3 separate regions of the Sus scrofa genome follow, and regions 2 and 3 are each linked to region 1. Evidence: chromatin contacts called from public Hi-C and HiChIP or PLAC-seq data. All regions are on one chromosome and are shown on one strand. Each heading gives the region's core, a stretch centred on a gene start, on an enhancer-like site or on the middle of the called end of the contact. The rest is flanking DNA. Distances are from core to core; before and after follow the strand shown. Region 1 holds the start of STOM (erythrocyte band 7 integral membrane protein). Region 2 holds the start of GGTA1P (glycoprotein, alpha-galactosyltransferase 1 pseudogene). Region 3 has its middle 49 kb from the start of GGTA1P.

The links. Hi-C and Micro-C count contacts between places; a contact is called where the count stands out from the background. HiChIP or PLAC-seq counts read pairs in DNA pulled down with a chosen protein or histone mark.
Region 2: an H3K27ac HiChIP or PLAC-seq map of skeletal muscle shows a contact between it and region 1. The contact joins the promoter of GGTA1P here to the promoter of STOM in region 1. A contact is called at or near these places in 2 of 47 Hi-C or Micro-C datasets (heart right ventricle and liver) and 2 of 2 datasets of contacts at active chromatin or transcription factors (alveolar macrophages and skeletal muscle).
Region 3: a contact with region 1 is called in a Hi-C map of skeletal muscle, with 9 times the contacts expected there. The contact joins the enhancer-like site here to the promoter of STOM in region 1. A contact is called at or near these places in 1 of 5 promoter capture datasets (fetal liver), 4 of 47 Hi-C or Micro-C datasets (fetal heart ventricle, heart right ventricle, liver and 1 more) and 2 of 2 datasets of contacts at active chromatin or transcription factors (alveolar macrophages and skeletal muscle).

What each region holds. Positions count from the first base shown.
Region 1 is chr1:261,406,437-261,409,418 of Sscrofa11.1, reverse strand. It overlaps STOM (erythrocyte band 7 integral membrane protein), which reads left to right and starts at 1,706. Exons shown (of 7, transcript XM_021068281.1): 1 at 1,706-1,890. The coding sequence starts at 1,830. It also overlaps the pseudogene LOC110259667.
Region 2 is chr1:261,586,290-261,589,477 of Sscrofa11.1, reverse strand. It overlaps GGTA1P (glycoprotein, alpha-galactosyltransferase 1 pseudogene), which reads left to right and starts at 1,510. Exons shown (of 8, transcript NM_213810.3): 1 at 1,510-2,060.
Region 3 is chr1:261,635,234-261,638,645 of Sscrofa11.1, reverse strand. No RefSeq gene overlaps it. Among named protein-coding and RNA genes, the nearest start is that of GGTA1P, 49 kb to the right of the region's middle. Within about 2 kb of position 1,750, at least 15 of the 83 cell types and tissues checked have an H3K27ac peak or open chromatin away from gene starts, as enhancers often do. A contact at or near this core is called in alveolar macrophages and skeletal muscle, where this site is marked.

The DNA.
Region 1 (2,982 bases), core at 457-2,956:
CTTTACTAGAGGTTTTAATTAGCTGCTTGTGCATTTGCTCCTCTTTCCTGGAAACCGCAGCATAAACAGGAAATCCAGGCCTCTGGGGCTTATTCACTGCAGAATGGAAAAAATGAAGCCATGGACTTTCTCAAGGATGATTTAGAAAGGATCATTAAATTACTGTACTCCCCTCCTTATCTTCTCCAGAAGGCTTATAAACCAAGTGACTGCACAAGCTGTATTCCACCTCCAGGAATATAAACAGCTCTTTTCCCACATGTGGCTGGAAATAAACTTGAGAGCTCTGCACCAGGCTAGTATCACATGCTAGAGTCTACACCCCAAAGCAAAGGCGATCAGCCACTCCCTAACACCTGTTACAATTGTGGGTGCTCCACTTTCTACCCTGACAACCACAAGGCAGAGCTACAACTACAGAGAAACCCTACCATTTCAATTATGTAAACACCACAGGGTTGGGTATTACACAGCCAAAGGGAGATCTTGGTGGTGATGGAACAGTGCTGTTATCTTGACTGCAGTGGTGGTTATACGAATCTATGCATGAGACAATATGGCATAGAACTATGTGTACACTTGTGCCACTCTCAACTTCCTGGCTTTGATATTACAGTTAAGTAAGACATAACCATTGGGGGAAACTGGGTAGCGGGTACACATAACCTCTCCGTACTGTCTTTGCAACTTCCTGTGAATCTGTATTTATTTCAAAATAAAATGGTTTTACAAGTGCACCTGCTGGTGCACATCACCCTGCTTTGGACGGTTTGCATTAGGACAAGTCATGGAGAATACAACAGAGCCTGGTTTTCAAATGTGAAGTTTCAGTCACCACCTAACGCAAAGCTTGAGGTCGGGGATACCCTTGCCTGTGCTTTTCCCTCCTCCTGGAATTCCCTTTCTGACCTCCCGTGTCCCGCCTGTCCCCCTTCCCAAGGCCGGCTCCTTTTCATCGTTGAGGTCACAGGTCAATGCCACCGCCTTACAGAGGTCTTTCCTTGTCCCCGTAACTAATGCAGCTGCCTTCGGCTATCCTGAGTCCCCTGCGCCCTTCCTCGAGATCTTCCCCACGTGACGATTTGGCTTGTTTGCTTGCTGGTTACCTGTGTCAATGCCACGGGGGCGGGCCCGCTCTACACCCAGCAATGAGCACGCTGCTCGGTGATGGCAGGAGCTCAGAAAGGATTGTATTTGAATAAACGCACCTCACTCGAATTCATTCCCTTAGGCTCGAGGGTGGTGGCACGGTTTCTTCCCCTCACACCATCGGTCCTCTCAGGTCAGGGCGGGCCTCGTCCCCCTCACTTTGGCACACGGGTGCCCCTCGGCCTCCTCCCCTCATTCGGACCCCACCTCGCCCAATGAGGGCACCATTTTCCTCTAAGTCTTCTGCCCAGAAGGGCGCCTTTTTCTTTTTCGTAGCCTTTTCTCAGGCCATCACTCAACTTCCCCTCCCCTCTCTCTTCAGCAGCCGCCCCCCCGGCTCCACGGCTTCTGCCTCTCCCTTCCGGTGCCTTCTCTCCCTTCCGGTGCTGCCAGAGTCCGGATCCCCTCTTTCGGGGCGCCTCGCCCCTCAGGCCACGCCCCCCAGCCCGGGGACTTGAGGGAAGCGCCCCAGAAGCGGCTGCACCGGAGGGGAGGGCGGTGGAGGGTGGGGGCGTGTCCTCCTTGGTCCTGGGCGTCGATTGGCCCGGCCTCAGGGAGGGGGCGGGACCGCTGCCTGGGTCTCGAGATCCTGAGTCTTCGCGGGGCATTCCTCTCAGCTCCTTCTCCAGCCCCGGACCTGGTGACTGCGACGCAAGAGTAGCTACTCTGGTTCGGGCAGCATGTCTGACAAGCGGCCAGCAGCGGACGCCCAAGCTCGGCGGCTCCCCGACTCCTTCAAGGGTGAGCCCCGTGCCCCTGACGAGGCCCTTGGGGTCTCCCGCCCACCCCTTAACCCTCCCCTCGGAAACTAGCCCCAGCCCAGAGGTTCCAGGACTGTGTCCAATGTTTCTTAGACAAGCGACCGCTGCCCAAAGCCGCGGTTTCCCCACTTGTGCGCTGAGGATGACGAGCCCTGCTTCTCGGGCTGGGAGTTAGGTTTAGGAATGTTAAGGTGCAGAGTGCACACCCGGTGCTCGGCACTGAGTGGAAGCGCCAACAGAGGGCGCGTCTCCGATGTTCATAGCCAGAGCAGGGGCTTGCGTTATCCAGCGGCTGCCAGATGCCAGGCCCTGTGCCAGCGCTTTCTGCTCATTATCTCGTGGCACGCACGCGGATGTGGAAATGCAAGAGAGACTGGAGGCCAGCGAGTGATGCAGCCGCGATCCAAAGGCGCACGCCACACCCAGGGCCTGCTTTTCCCTTCCCTCTTCCTCGGAGGCCAGCTCCACCACCCCGCCTTCGCCCACCCCGAGTGAGCCTCCCTCCGCCTGAACTGGAAAGAATTCCTGCTCCCCACCCTGGCCAATTTCCTATTAGCCGCAAGACAGACCTGTATGGTTTCTCCACAAGTGCCTGACATATTTGCAGAAAAAAGAAGAAAGTCTCTGTTTGGCATTCTTCCCATATCTCTTAGCAGCTTCACTTTCTGCCCCCTTTACTTCCTTTGTCCTAGGAACCTCGCCTTCAGGGCTTTTGTTCCTCACAAAGCACAAGTTCCCTACCCTATCAGGGCCTTCCCGATCTTGAAGGCAGAAATCGTGTGAGTGGCTCAGTGTGTTCCCATGTGAAGGAACTAGTACCCTTGAGAGGGGTATCACCTTGAACCTTTATGGCTAACTCCTTGGGGAGGAGGGAGGGTTTCATAAAGAGAGGCAGTAAACCCCTCTGGGTACCGGTTCCTCCCAGAGGCGCTTAGAGGTCCAAAGGAATTATTTCTAAGGATGGAATTTCAGATGGAATGATATAGTGAAAGAAATTTAAAGGACTGGGTGGGCTTTTACAGCACCGCACAAAGAACACTGTGCTGGCCGCATCTATTCTGATTATTTTGTA
Region 2 (3,188 bases), core at 261-2,760, 180 kb before region 1:
TTATTTCTACTCAGCATATGACACAAATGAGTCTCAGGAAGAATGACTCATAAGGCCTTAAACCTAGAACTCCTGACCCTGAAGCTAAGGAATATAATCTTGAAGGTGTTTTCCAGTCAGTAGAATTGCTAGTTAGATTTGGGGAGCTACATAGTTCTCAAAAGAAAACAAAACTTCCAGACCCGCCGTGTTAATTTGAATTATTTTTATCTTATTGTTACTGAAATAGGTATAAACCTAGAACTAAGAATGAAGTCCTCATGCTCCTAGCTCTGCACACCAACCATAATACCAAAACAAATCTTTTAAGTAGGTGCAATTACAGCCACAAAACCAATAAAATCCAAATTAGCAACATTAAATTAATGCAACTGATGACATGGTGCTGAAATCAAACCTCTTGCATTGAGTCTAATGGTAGCAGAGTGATGTTTTTACATGTTGCATTCCCTGTGTCATCATCTTTTGATTTTGATCCTGATGAGCTATCACTTCAGCCATGGTCAGAATTACCGTCATAATTTTCACTAAAAAAAAACCCCAAAAAACACATTTATTATCCAATTTGATGGGCTGAGCAATTTAAACACTGCATCCTCAAGTGCAATAATGACAACTGGGAAATACTTTGCATAACATCACTCCTTGTGTATTTATTTACTGCATCATTAAAGACCTAGTGCAAGTGAGTTCACCGATGACAATAATGGCGCAGTTTACGCTTTTGCAAAGGATCCATTGTTCGGATTGTCATGGAGCTCCTCATTCCTGAGCTACCCTGTGGGGCTGATGATTCAACTCTCCCACCCTTTAGTCCACTGAACCCATCAGGAAAGTTCATTATCCCAAGCTCCAAGATGTCACCTGGCTCCCTGCAGCCTCTCTGCAACCGTCAAGTATTCAATCAGATCTCTGTTCTTTTCAATCAGGATGAAACAGTTAAAATTATACATCACACTCAGCTTCTGTGCCATTTTCATGTCACAATTCCAATGCCTTAAAATATTTAAGAAACTAATTTCTTAGTCTCTGAAGTCCCGTGGCGAATGATCCTGGCAAAAGCAAGTTCTGAATTTTGCAGCAGTAAAATAGATGGTCCGGGAGCCCAAGGAGTCTTGTAAAGGCTGAGTGAGGGCAGCCGGATGTGCCTACACCAGCTCATCAGAAGTGAACTGTTGTCACACTGGGCACTAAAGCACCAACTCTGAAATATAATTTTTGTTTATGTTCCTCCTAAAATAACTAAAGCACAAACTCTGAAATATAATTTTCGTTTACGTTCTCTCCCTCTACTAATATTCCAGCAGAGAACAGAGCCCGCGCCAGGTGCCCAGTACCCAGCCCCTCATATCCGAAGCTCAGGACTTGGGGGTTTCGGGAGAGAGCGGCTCCAGCGCGTCGGGCTGTAGCTACTGCATCTGTGCTCTTCCTTCCCCAGGAAACAAATGGTGGATCGGACCTCCCAGGCTCTTCGCGCCCCGCCACCCCTCCCCGTGTTAGGCAGGGCGCCAGGGCTCCGGGGCCCCTCCCTGCAGTACTGGGTGATAGACCCCACCCCACCCTCCGGGTCCCTCCACCCCCACCACGTGCAGGCCGGAGAAGGCAAAGAGGCCCAGCCACCCTCACCAGGGAATTTCTTTTCTTTTTTTGCTGGTTTCAGGCTTTTTTCTGCCTGAGTGAAAATGAAACAAACACCCCCTGCGCCTCCCGGCCACCAGACACACACGCGCACCGGCACTCGCGCACTCGCGCCCTCGGCCTCCTAGCGGCCGTGTCTGGGGCGGGACCCGCTCTGCACAAACAGCCGCGGGCCGGGTGGAGCGGGGAGCTCGCCGCCCGCCGCCCAGTGCCCGCCGGCTTCCTCGCGCCCCTGCCCGCCACCCCGGAGGAGCACACAGCGGCCGGCGGGCCGGAGCGCAGGCGGCACACCCCGCCCCGGCACGCCCTGCCGAGCTCAGGAGCACGCCGCGCGCCACTGTTCCCTCAGCCGAGGACGCCGCCGGGGGGCCGGGAGCCGAGGTGTGGGCCATCCCCGAGCGCACCCAGCTTCTGCCGATCAGGTGGGTCCCGCTGGGCGCTGCCCGAGCCCCTGGAGGCCGCGAGTCCCGCCCGGCCCGGGGCTGCGGGCGCCGTGGAGGCAGCGCGGGGAGAGGACAGGCCACCGCGCCGGCCCTGCCCTGTTGCTGCCCTGCCGTGTCCCCGCTTTTGTTCTCGTCGTTACCTCTGTGCTCAACTCTGACCCCGTCTCTGTCCCCATCTTGTCGGGCCTGAGGGGCTGCGGGCTTCCACGGGGTCCGCCGGATGGAGGCGGGAGAGGGGAGGCTCGGGGCGCGCAGAGGAGGAGGACTGCCCGGGAAGTCTCGAAAGGAGGGAGGGGTCTGTCTCCCAATGTGGGGCAGGGGAGGCGGAGGCCTCCCTCGCCCGGGACTAGGTGGGAAGAGGATGCCTCCGCAAGAGGGAACCTGAGAGTGAAGTGAGGGGCACAGAAACCCCTGAGCGCACAGAGAGGGAGAAGTCGGGGAGCTCAGAGAGCGGAGGACCGAGCCCGAAACCCGGCCGGGGGAAACTTTGGAACGCCGAAACTTTGGCGGCGAAGAGGCCCGCTGCAGCGGGGTGACAGGAGGCGAAGGGGTCCCTTCCAGACTTTAAGCCACCACGTTCCCACTCGAAAGGGACACCACCCCGCGTTTGAAAATGGCAGAAAAGCAGCTAAACAGACTGGTTGCACAAACTCTTGAAAGGCGTCCAAGAAACAGTAAAGTGGGGGAAAATGTCAGTGCGCGAAGAGAGAAAGCAGAGCGACTTGAGATTCCCCTATCTTCCCGCTGGCCCGGGAGGGAGGGAGGCGCGGAGACCGTCTGCGGGCGCCGCTCCTCCCCCCAGGAAAGACAAGAGACCCGGACGGTTGCTTTTGTGGCTTTGCTTGTCGTCGTTTGCCCTCCTCTTGGCCCCTGAGCGGGCCTTGTCGCCTTGTTCTTGTGCTTGGAAATGGGTGGGTCTCGGAGCGCTGGACGTGCGGGGACCGGGGGTGGTGGGGGAGAGGGGGAGTCGGGGCCGGGCCGCCTCCTAGCTGGGAAACCCTTTTCCAGGGAGAACCCGTTTCCACAAACCTGAAATAGAGAGACTGCTGGAAGTAAGGAAATGCCAAGTGCGAAGAGGTTGTGTGTGTGTGTGTGGTGGGGGGGGAA
Region 3 (3,412 bases), core at 501-3,000, 230 kb before region 1:
TGCAGCATATGGAAGTTCCCAGGCTAGGGGTCTAATCGGAGCTACAGCTGCCTGCCTACACCACATCCACAGCAACAGGGGATCCAAGCCACGTCTGAGACCTACACCACAGCTCACGGCAATGCTGGATCCTTAACCCACTGAGAAAGGCCAGGGATGGAACCCACAACTTCATGGTTCCTAGTCGGATTCGCTTCTGCTGCGCCACGACAGGAACTCCCCTGGGGTTTTTTTGAAAGCGTACTGTCTTTTCAGAATGTATAGCTGAATCTTTTTTCATGTGAATAAATGATTTTGTTTATGGTGACTCTCCTTGTTTTCAAAATGTGCCCCTTAGATGCAAACTATTACATTTAGAACGGATAAGCATTGAGGTCCTACGGTACAGCACAGAGAACTATAGCCAATCTTGGGATAGAACAGGATGGGAAATAATATGAGAAAAAAGAATGTATATATATGTATGTCTGGGGTCGCTTTGCTGTAGAGCAGAAATTAACACGACATTGTAAATCAATTATACTTTAGTAAAAACTTTGTAAAATATGTACCTTGAATTACTTCTCAAATCTGTATTATAAGGGTCTCCCTCCCCTGTGCATCCCAATGAGATGCAGTGACGGTACATGTGTGTCTGGTATATGTGTTCTGTGCATGAAATCATGCCTTTTATCCGTGTATAAAGAACCTGTAGGGGAAGATCTTGTTTGGCTCAGCAGTAATGAGCCCAACTAGTATCCATGAAGATTCGGATTCAATCCCTGGCCTTGATCAGTGGGTTAAGGTCCGACGTTGCCGTGAGCTGTGGTGTAAGTTGAAGATGTGGCTCAGATCCCATGTTGCTGTGGCTGTGGTGCAGGCCAGTAGCTGCAGCTCCGATTTGACGCCTAACTTCCGTATGCTGCAGGTGTGGCCCTAAGAAAATAAAAAGAAAAAAGAAAAAAGAAAGAAGAAACTGTCAAGCTGATGGGATGAGAAATTAAAGTGATTGATCACTCATTCTTGGCTGGAGGAGGCTCCCTCATTGCTTTGTATCTTGAGTAGGTGACAAAAGCCATCTTCAAAATTTCCTGAGTCTGTGGTCTTACTGCCACAACAGTAAATCCTTATGGTCTATATTTTAACTTCGTTGCTGCCTCCTTTGTGTTTCTTTCTTCTTTCCCCACACTTTTATTTTCTGCTCTGGTTGTAGATGACACACCCTTGGAAGCTGCCCAAAATCATTTCTGCAGCAAGGCCGTGTGTGAATCAATCAGCCAGCCCAGCTACAACCAGGTTGCTGGACTCCTGAACCTGTCCCCTTGTTCTTCCAGCACCAGCCAGCAGGCGGCACTAAGGTGCTCCGAAACATCATACCAGGGTTGGGGCAGGGCAATCTCAGGTGCTGTGTGGACAGTGGCTGCAGGTGGAGGACTTGGGGACTGTAGGGGGCAAAAGGCAACTCAGAAACATCAGCATTCGCTGCATTAACTGGCAGGCTGGGCCAATAAATGGCAGGTAGGCATTCTAGGTCAATGTCAGGAGTAAAGAGGAGACTAAGTGGAATGTGCTCAGTGCTTGGCACAGAGTAGGTGCTCAGGAAGTGCTGGGACCCTCCTACAGCATATTGTCCTGGAGGGATAAGTGGTTTTGTTCCTTCATGGGTCTGAGGCCCACCCAGGAGCTTGCTGCCACCACAGCATTGCCCCCGTCACTGTGAGCCTCTCTGCAGGAGAGACCTCTGCTGGACAGGGCCAATCCTTCTGCTCTAGCTCTTCTCTGCGTGATGCGATTCCAGGGGTGGAAAGAGGTAGAACAGCTGCAGCTGGTCCCACTTCCCCGTGTCCTCTGGTTCTTCTTCCAAAAGAGGAAGCGGGTGGCAAGGCCACTTGGCCAGGAGCCTGCACTGTCCCCAGCCATGATCCTCAGTGGAAAGAACAGCAGACAGAACCTGAAAACATGTGTTGGCAGCTGCTGCTCTGATGAAGAGCCAGGATTTTTTTGTTATTTTTTTTTAGGGCTGCACCCGTGGCATATGGAGTCGAATAGGAGCTGTAGCTGCCGGCCTACGCCACAGCCACAGCAATGCCAGATACGAGCTGCATCCGCAACATATACTATAGCTCACGGCAATGCCACATTCTCAACCCACTGAGCGAGGCCAGGGATGGAACCTGCGTCCTCATGGATATTAGTCAGATTCATTTCCACTGAGCCACGACAGCAACTCCAAGAGCCTGGATTTTGATGTCAGGCAGATCTCAGACCAGAATTGCCATCTGGATGCTGCTTACTGACGTTCTAACCTTGAGCAAATTACTTAATCTCTCCGAGCCTCAGTTTCCTCATCTGTAAAATGGGGAGAGTAATATCTACCTTGTAGAATAATTGAGGAGTCAATGAATTCATGCATGTAAGATGCCCAGCCAGGTGCCCGGTTCCAGCAAGTGGGGTCTATCACTAGGGCTACCTTTTTTGATGTTACCTGGGACAAGCAACTCAATCCCACTGAGCCTTGGTTTCCTTTTTTGCAAAATGGGCTTATGGATAACCTCTTCCCTGGGTTGTTGGGAGGATTAAGGGAGTCAGGAAGTTTATCGCCCCTTAGACAGTGGCCAGCACCCAGGTGGTGCCCTGTTGCTATAGGGTGAAGTGGAATCCTAAGACTCCAGGGTTAGAAGGAAGCACTCATTTAATCCCTTTACAATATCCCCTCTAAGTAGGCACCTTAGGTCTGCTTGAATTCTCCCAGTGATGGGAGACTTACCACCTCTGAGTCCCACCACTTTCTCTGTTCAGCCCTGGCTATGGCAACACCCTTCTGTATGTAGGGCCAAGATTCATCTCCCAGTAGTTTTCCAGCCAGGGTTTGAATATATTCCAAACCTTGATCTCCTGGGGGCCATCGCTAACTCCCCACTTCCCTTCCCCGTGACTTCTGCTAAATAGATTAGTCCTCCAGCCTTTGCAAAATTAGATTCTGGATCTGGCAAGCTGGGGTGGGGGGGAGGGGTGCAGCTGAAGTTTTCTGCCCAATTAACCGTTTCCACGCCAGGGCCGGGAGAATCCTGTGAAGTTGGAGATCGGTGTGAGAGGTTGATTATGCTGGGAACTGGTGATGTCCACACTCAGTGCTTGTGTTCAGGAAGCTACTGTCCTGGCTGCCTGACATGGCTGCTTTGTCATGGGCAGAGCAGCACCCACTGGCAGCAGATGGAGAAACAGGCTCAGAGGACAAGTGGCCAAATGCCAAGCCCTGCCTGTAGATGAGCTCATTCATTCATTCAAATCTTCTCTGAGCTCTGCCAGGTCCTGTGCTGGGTGCTGGGGGTATTGCAGTGAACAAGACAAGGTTATGATTTTGTGCAAGACTAGCAGTAAAGGTAAATAAAGAAGGAGAAACAGAGGAGGAAATAATTTATTCTCCCCTCAA